2 separate regions of the Rattus norvegicus genome follow, and region 1 is linked to region 2. A link is a contact called in public HiChIP or PLAC-seq data. All regions are on one chromosome and are shown on one strand. Each heading gives the region's core, a stretch centred on a gene start, on an enhancer-like site or on the middle of the called end of the contact. The rest is flanking DNA. Distances are from core to core; before and after follow the strand shown. Region 1 holds the start of Wnk1 (WNK lysine deficient protein kinase 1). Region 2 holds the start of Fbxl14 (F-box and leucine-rich repeat protein 14).

Region 1 (4,106 bases), core at 110-2,609, 590 kb before region 2:
CTATCCAGCTTTACCTTCTTCTTCACTCCCACACCTCTAATCACTCAACACTAAGGAGGCTCTCCATTAAAGACGAACAACAGATCATTTTTCAATCCATGGCAGCTTTATGAGCTGTCTAAGTAGAGCATGACGGAAGTCTCTCATTCTCTCTTTTCTTTTTTCTCTCCTTTCTTCTCTTCTTTTGCGATTGATTCTTAAATAATGATTTTGATAGGGAGTACTGAGTTTGGAATGGAATTGAGCGACCCAGGATGACGCTCCCATCAGGCTTTCAGAAGGGGCGGTTTTCAAAAAAGAAACTACAATTCCCAGGAGGCACCAGGCTAGAGCAATCGCAGGGCATCACGGAAGTAGTAGGCGCGTTCCTCCTAGGCCCATTTCACGGTTTTCACTCAGAAACTACAAATCCCATCGTGTCTCGAGCTCCGCACGCCTGCGCGAGAGCCCCCGAGCGCGATGTGGGCGGGGCCGCCCCGGGCGGCGGGGGGCGGGGTCCAAGCGGGCTGTGTGGAGGCTTCAGACATCGGCGCCATTTAAAGCGGAGAGTTTCCCGGGCGGACGCGTTTCTTCTGCTCGGCCATCCCGTACTCCCTTCTTCGCTGACAGAAGGCTCCTAGTGGGGTGACTGCTCTCTTCTCTCCCTTTCCCCCTCCTCCCAGTTCTTTCGGTCTCCTCTCCTCCTGGTCAGAGAAGTAGCGGAGCCCGGGCCCCGCGGTGAGCGGCCCTCCCCTCCCCACAGTTCCCTCCCTCCTCTGCCCCCGGCGCCGTCCAGAGAGGGGAAGAGGTTCGCCAGGCCCGGGGCGGGCGGGGAGGCCTCGGGGACGGGGGGGGCCGCTCCTCAGGCTTCGAGGCTTCGAGGCTTCCGCCCTCAGCATCTAGTGATGGGCGCCCTCTGAGACTGGTCCCCTCTTCGGGGCGCGTGCTGCCTGAGGCGGCGGCCGAGAGACCGGGAACCCGGGCCTCGGCCCTCCTTCCCCTGCGCGGCCCCTCCCACTCCTGTGCCCCGGGCTGCCACCGCCCGGCGTCGGGGCTCGTCCCTCGCGCGCTGTGCCTCCGCCCTCAGGGCCTATCCCGCCGTGCTCGGCGGGCGGCGGCGGCGGCGGCTGCGGCGGGAGCTTAGCCGTCTTCACTTTCGTCGCATCCGCTCGCCTGGGAGCCAATTCCGCGCCCTGCTCCTCATGACTGCGGCGCTTCTGCTGCCACAGCCCTACCGGCCTCCGCTGGCTGCAGGATGGATGCGGACTGTGCGGCGCTAACCCCCGTGGCTCCGCTCCCTCCTCGCTCGCCGACGAGCCCGCTCCGTGAGCCGCAGCAGCCTCGGTGCCAGCAGCCGCCGCAGCCGGACTCAGTGTCCCGCGTCGCCCTCGGGGCGCCTTGTCAGTGCTGAGTGGGAGTCGTCCGGTGGCTCCGAGCCCGCCGTAGGAGCGCTGCCCAGCACTTCTTGGTGGCTTCTCCGGGCCACCCTTTTCCCTTTTCATTCATAAATCCGAGCCCGCATTCTTCACTCCACCGGACCAACCATGTCTGACGGCACCGCAGAGAAGCAGAGCGGCACTCCTGGCTTCCTTTCGCCTCCGGCTCCAGTCCCCAAGAATGGCTCAAGCTCCGATTCTTCCGTGGGCGAGAAACTGGGGGCCGCGGTCGCCGACTCCGGAATTGGCAGGACAGAGGAATACCGGCGCCGCCGGCACACTATGGACAAGGACAGTCGTGGGGCGGCCGCCACCACTACCCCCACGGAGCACCGATTTTTCCGCCGAAGCGTCATCTGCGACTCCAATGCCACGGCGTTGGAGCTGCCGGGCCTCCCTCTCTCTATCCCTCAACCTAGTGTACCCGCAGTGGTGCCTCAGAGTGCTCCACCCGAGCCTCACAGAGAGGAAACTTTGACGGCCACCGTTGCTTCCCAGGTGTCTCAGCAACCCTCGGCTGCTGCCTCCCCTGGGGAACAAGCCGTTGTAGGCTCGGCCACCGCGACCGTCCCCAGCAGTACCAGCAAAGACCGCCCGGTGTCCCAGCCCAGCCTCGTGGGTAGCAAAGAGGAGCCGCCGCCGTCCAGAAGTGGAAGTGGCAGCGGTGGTGCCAGTGCCAAAGAGCCGCAGGAGGAAAGGAACCAGCAACAGGATGATATCGAAGAGCTGGAGACCAAGGCAGTGGGAATGTCCAATGACGGTCGCTTTCTCAAATTTGACATCGAAATCGGCAGAGGCTCCTTTAAGACGGTCTACAAAGGTCTGGACACCGAAACCACTGTGGAAGTCGCCTGGTGTGAATTGCAGGTAATGCCCCACCTCCCTTCTTATTCTGTTGTTTGGATCCCAAATTTGACTCGGTTAAGCCAGTTTGTCGAGTTCACTCTTTACTTGTAATTCTGTGACTCTGAGAGGAGGGCGGGGGAGGCCAGCATCCGAAGAGGTGGAAATTGGGAGATTGTGGAGCCTGTAGTTAGGTGTTTGGAAAACGATAGGAACTATTGGTGTCGAGGGATTGTTATCAGGCAGGGGATAAAACGTCATTTAAGTACAAACTTGTGTGTTTAATGTCTGCCAGGAAACATGGAATTATTGGAAAAGGGTTTCCCTCCTTGTGCTGGGGATTGAACAAGTGGGGCCTGGACAAGTGCTTTCCCACTGAGCTATATATATCCTCAGCCTTTGGGAACATTTTTTGTGTTAAGTAAATATCAAATCTTTTTGTTCCTGTGCACGTCAGTCTCATTTAAGTCTCTGCAATAATGAACTGCCTTGTGTGTGTCCATCTCTAAGATCGGGTTGTTAGACCAGACCCTGTACTTGATAGCAGCATAGACATTTAGTAGATAATAAGACAGAAATGCTTTCTAGATGTGACAGGGCATGCCTGAAAATCTCTACTACTGTAGAGGCTGAGGCAGGAGAACTTCAAGTTCAAGGCCATTCTGGACTGCATAGTAAGACATTGCCTTAAAACCATCAAAACTCTCTTTTCTTTCCCTTTAAGGATAAGTGCTTTCAGAGTAGGAGGGTACAGTATGCACCTACCTACAGGTGCTTAAGCCATGTGGCTAGCTGTGATCTGACACTTCATTAGAGTGTCTGTTCTTGGTCCTATTCAGTCCATACTGAGTAGTAAAAGTCCATGCAGAATTGTATAAGTGCTTTGAAAGTTGTGACAGTACCATCATTATTGTAATATTGTTATGAAAGATTATTGTGACGGTGTCCTAAAGTATAGCCCAGACTGTCCTGAACTTGTTGATCCCTCAGCCTCACCCTCCAGAATGCTAGGATTATAAACTTCATGCCACTATGCTAGGGATATAAAAGATTTTTAAATGAAACTTCCCGAAAGTCTGAAGGATTACAGTGCTTTTTTTTTTTTTTTTTTTTTTTTTTTATCTCAGGGAAAATTCCAGGTTATAAATAAAGTGCAGGTATATTCTAGACTTAAATAGATTAGTTTGGACTATTTGCTTGATTTATTATAGCAACAAACAGTTGTTATTATAAAGCATCTGTGTAAATATTGGTTTGTTTGAATCCAGAAATGAACTTTAGTGGTGGAAGCAGAATTTCAGCTACATCATTTCTTGTCAAGAAAATGAACCAAACTGAAATAGGATTGGAAAGTAACTGAAGTAATCTCAGAACTTGATTTACCTAAGAACTAATAAACAAACAACTTGATTTCCAGATGACCCAAGGCCATATGAAATGTGAAATGTTAGGCATTTGCTTCTAAATATCTAATAAAGGCGAGGGGAATGTAGCTAGTAATTTCCCAGCTTCAACAATTATTAGCACATGATTGTTCAGTGCAAGGTAGTCGATTAAGCTTTCCCCTCTACTTTCCTATATGCTTGAAATTTCCTTTATTGGAAATTGCGTGTTTATTTTGTTTTTATTTTTAAAATGTGAAAGAAAGTTAACACAGCATGTGGAAGCAAACTTGAAACTGGAAAGTTCTTCAGTAACATATAGTTCCTTGAGCTCAACATTTAAAATGGAACTTCTAAGCACAATATGAAGTAAAATAATGCCTTGTTAATTTTATAGTGGATTAGAGTTGGAAATGTGACTAAATTACTTTTAGTAAGTTTATTTTGTTTTTAGAGATGTGACTTT
Region 2 (4,154 bases), core at 780-3,279:
ATATAGAATATATAGAATATACTCAGCAGAAAAAAAGGACTATGATTTCAAATTCTTTGAAAATTAAAAGGAAAGCAGATAAAAAAACAAAACCAAAAAAGAACAAGAACAAAACCAAAACCGAAGTGAGTCGCAGACACCGAAGGGCAGCGATGAGAGGAGACTGGCTACAATGTGGATGAAAAGGCTGCTTTAGTCGGGCTTGCTTTCTACACATTTCGAAATAAAAGCCAGATCACAGTATCCAAATGAAAGTATACGTGAAGGCAGACATCTTTCCTCAACTCCTCGGGGTTGAAACTAGTCCCTCCCCGCCCCCACCCCATTTCCAAATGCAGTGCCCCAGGATACAGTTGGCGGTGGCTGAAAGTCTCCACACCCTGCAGAAGAGTGGGCAGAGAAGCAGCAGGGTCCATCTCTCCACTCACTGCGAAAGGAGAGGAGAGTGGGTAGAGGGAGCAGAAGAACCCCAGACGCAGTGGGGAGGGGCGCCAGACTAGGAGAAAAGAGCCCAGGCTTCGCGTCATCGCCCCATCGCGGCCACTGCCCTGAATGTGTAAGTGCGCGCGTGAGGGTGCGGGAACAGTGGTGGTCCTGGGATGAACAGGGCGGGGCAGGGTAACTGGAACTGCCGCCCTCACCTGACCTTCTCACTGTCCGTCATCTGCCAAAGTCCCAGGTTAAGTACCTTGAGGCAGGGCAGCTGCGTGATGCGCTCCAGGCCGCGCTTGGTGATCCTAGTGCAGCCGTACAGGTCTATGCCTGTGAGCTGGCTCAGGTGCTCAGCGATCAGCTCCAGTCCCTTGTCCGTGATGCGCACACACTGTCCAATGTTGAGCGTGCGCAGCCCGTGCATCTGCCGCACCATGCGGTTGATGCCATCGTCACTGATATGGCAAGAGCAAAGGGAGAGGGACTTGAGGCCGTCCAGTCCCTGGGCTATGTAAGCCAGGCTCTGATCTCCCACCTTGTCACAGAATGACACATCCAGACCGGAGAGGCGCAGGCTGCCCATGGCCAAATGCATGATGCCAGTGTCGCTGATGTTGTCGCAGGAGCGCAGGTTAAGGCTGCGCAGGCTGCCCATGTGCGACAGGTGCAGAAGGCCCGCGTCCGAGATCCCGCCACAGAAGCTGAGGTTGAGGAGCCTGAGGCCCGTCAGCCCTCGCGAGATGTGCTTCAGAGAAAGATCCGTGAGTTTCTGGCAGTCCTGTAGAGTGAGCTGCTCCAGGCCCAGGCAGCCCTCGGCAGCGCTGCGCGTCATGCCGGCCAGGTGCCCGATGCCCACGTCTGAGAGATGGCGGCAGCTGCGGAGGTTAAGGCTCTTGAGGCGCTGCAGCCCCCAGGCGATGAGCAGAAGGCCGGTGTTGGTGATGTTGCTGCAGCCCCCCAGCTCTAGCACCTCCAGGCCCTTGAGGTACTGGGCTATGCGGCCCAGGCTGCTGTCTGTGATCTGCTTGCAGAGGCTCAAGTTGAGAGCGCGCAGCGAGCCGATCTCCTGCACGAACGCGTGGCCCAGGCCGTTATCGGTGAGGTTGTAGCAGCCGCTGAGGTTGAGGCTCTCGATGTTCGCCATGCCCTGGATCACGTAGCTGAGGCTGCGGCGGAGGCTGAGGATCTGCACGCGGCGGATGCCCCGGGCCTGAAGGCTGGGGAACAGCGACGGGTTCGCCCGGCGCAGGTGCAGCTTGGCCTCCACGCCCCGCCACACTGACTTGTGGTAGGCGGCGTCCCGCCAGGCCGTGCACACCTGCGCCGCGCGACCCTTGTCTCGGACGTCCAAGTAGCCGAAGATCATGGCCAGCAGCTCCGGAAACAGGCACGAGATGTGGGTCTCCATCTTCCTCCCGCCGCTACGCCGCGCCGGGTGCAGGAGGCGCGGGCGCCGCCGCCCCGGGAGGCGCCGAGAGCGGGCCGCCGCGGGCCAACGGCCGCCCCTCCCCGCCTTCCGGCCGGGCCGCCGCTCCTCCTCCCGGCGCGTCCGAGCGGCGCTTCCTTCCTGCCTCCCTTCCCGCCCCCGCGCGGCCGCTCGGGCCTCACATCCCGGCTGGGGCGGGCGCCGCGTCCGCGCCCGCGCGCCGCCGCCGCCCCGAGCCCTGCGGCATCCCGCGCCCGGCCGCGTCGCTGCTGCGCGCGCCGGCGAGGCCCGGGCCGGGCGCTCGGGCTGCGGACGGCTTCCTGCTGCCTTTGTCTGCCGTCCGCGGTTCAAACCGCCCAGCCCCGGGCTGCTGGCACTCGGCCGCTGCGCGGGGGAACTCCGAAGCCGCCGCGCGCCGCTCCTCCCAGGCCTAGGCCGCGCGGGTTCGGCTCACGGCCGCGGGCAGCGGGACGTGGCGAACTCACCGGCGTAATCGGGCCCGCGCCCCAGGAGTCGGCCAGCCGCGCTGCGCCCTTCGCGTCCTCCGCGCCGGCACCCCTGCTCAGTGGTACGCGCCCGCGCCGCCGGAACTGGCGGAGCCGTTTCCCTGGAAACCGGGCTCTGCCCTCGGCCGCGGAGGCTTAACCCCATGCGCGCCAGGATGGCTGGCAGCCTCGCCGCATCGCGCAGCCCTTAAGAGCGCCCGGTGTCCCACGGGCCGCTCCCCTCGGTGTCCACGCTCACTCCACGTCCTCTCCAGCCCGCATACTGCATCCTCTCTTGCCCGCATACTCCATCCCTTCTTGCCCGCATTACTTTAACCATCTCACCACACCCACTGCCCCAGTCGGGCAGCCTTCCCACCATTCCTTTCTCTTCAGTATTGAGTCTTAAATTGGAGGAGAAAGTGGGTTTTAGTCAGGATAGTTTGACAGTTCTCACTCTAGAAATTTCTGGAAGTTGTCCAGAGTGCCTTCGGTCTACAGTCTTCTTTTCCGTACACCCATGTGAGTTCCTTTCCCTTCCAACTTTGTGTCATAACTTCCCACCGCTTCTGCTCCTGCCTTGCTGTCTAACCTACACCTGGTTTTGTCTTTCTCTTCAGCCTCTTAGACTACAGATTGCCTGGCCCAACTGTAGGGATACCTAGTATGTCTGTAGGTGCTGACACACATATGCTGTTTGGTTTGGTTAAAGATGCACCAGCCTTGTGTTTTATGTATATTTTATGAACCTAGGGCAGAGCTCAATTCTATACAGTGTAGCCTCGGGTCTTAAATATCTGCATGAAGGATAGGATTTCAGAATTGTGTTTTTACTACCCCTGAAGAGTTTTTAGTTCAGAAAAAAAAGGATCCTGAGAATTAAGTTACAAGTTCACGCTTCTAGATATAAAACAACCTGACTTATCTGGTTTCCTTGACTCTTTGGGAACCTGAACAAGTCTTTTTAAAAATTATTATACTGTGTTTGTTTAATGGGGGAGGGAGCATGTTGCAGAGCCAGTATACAATTGAAGAAGCCATTCCTTTCCTTCTGTCACGTGGATTCCAGCATCGAACTCAGATCAGGAGACTTGGTGGTAGTAACCTTACCTGCTGACATCTTGCGCTGAACAAGATTTGGGATATGTTCCAAATTCGGAATATGATCTCCTTAGCTTTTAGCCACTCCTCTTTTCTAAGAAACAGATACTTTTTAGACCCAAGTGCATACAGAAGAACTAACAGACACAATAAGCAGTAAATCCCACCCGGAAGGTCTTTATCAGGAAATGCAGAGGCTAAAATTCTTGCAGGCCTGTATCTCACATTTCACAGTCCGTTGAGGCCTGTTGACTTTCATGACCTTCCTGAATAATAGAAAACATTGTTTGTCACCAAATAATTCGTGATGTACAGTGTAACAGTTCTGGCTATGCCTCAGTGTGCACTGTCCTCCTGGGGTCATCTGGGTTATCTTCTGTTTAAGCAGCCTCCGGGGCCATCTGTTCTCTGCTCCTACTGTATGAGTGCTGAAGATAACACTCAGCTGGTCAGGCTTGGCAGTAAGCACCTTTTCAAACCCAAGCAGGCTTTTATTACCTTTTACCCAACATGTGTGTGCACATTCACATGCATTTATTTACGAGCACAAGCACAAGTGAGTTCCTCGACACACCACGTGGAAGTCAGAGACCAATTATTTGAGACTTAGCTCTCCCCTACTATGTGGGTCCAAGGAATCAACTTCAGGCCCTCAGATTTGAAAGTGCTTTTACCCACTGAGCCATCTTGCCTGCCCTGAAAGTCACATT

Evidence for each region. HiChIP or PLAC-seq counts read pairs in DNA pulled down with a chosen protein or histone mark.
Region 1: a contact with region 2 is called in an H3K27ac HiChIP or PLAC-seq map of oligodendrocytes, with 4 times the contacts expected there. The contact joins the promoter of Wnk1 here to the promoter of Fbxl14 in region 2. A contact is called at or near these places in 1 of 12 Hi-C or Micro-C datasets (frontal cortex) and 1 of 1 datasets of contacts at active chromatin or transcription factors (oligodendrocytes).

Annotation. Positions count from the first base shown.
Region 1 is chr4:154,923,400-154,927,505 of GRCr8, reverse strand. It overlaps Wnk1 (WNK lysine deficient protein kinase 1), which reads left to right and starts at 1,359. Exons shown (of 28, transcript NM_001002823.2): 1 at 1,359-2,282. The coding sequence starts at 1,524.
Region 2 is chr4:154,332,695-154,336,848 of GRCr8, reverse strand. Fbxl14 (F-box and leucine-rich repeat protein 14) reads right to left here and starts at 2,029. Exons shown (of 1, transcript NM_001271276.2): 1 at 1-2,029. The coding sequence starts at 1,840. The coding sequence ends at 638. It also overlaps a transcript of Wnt5b not described here.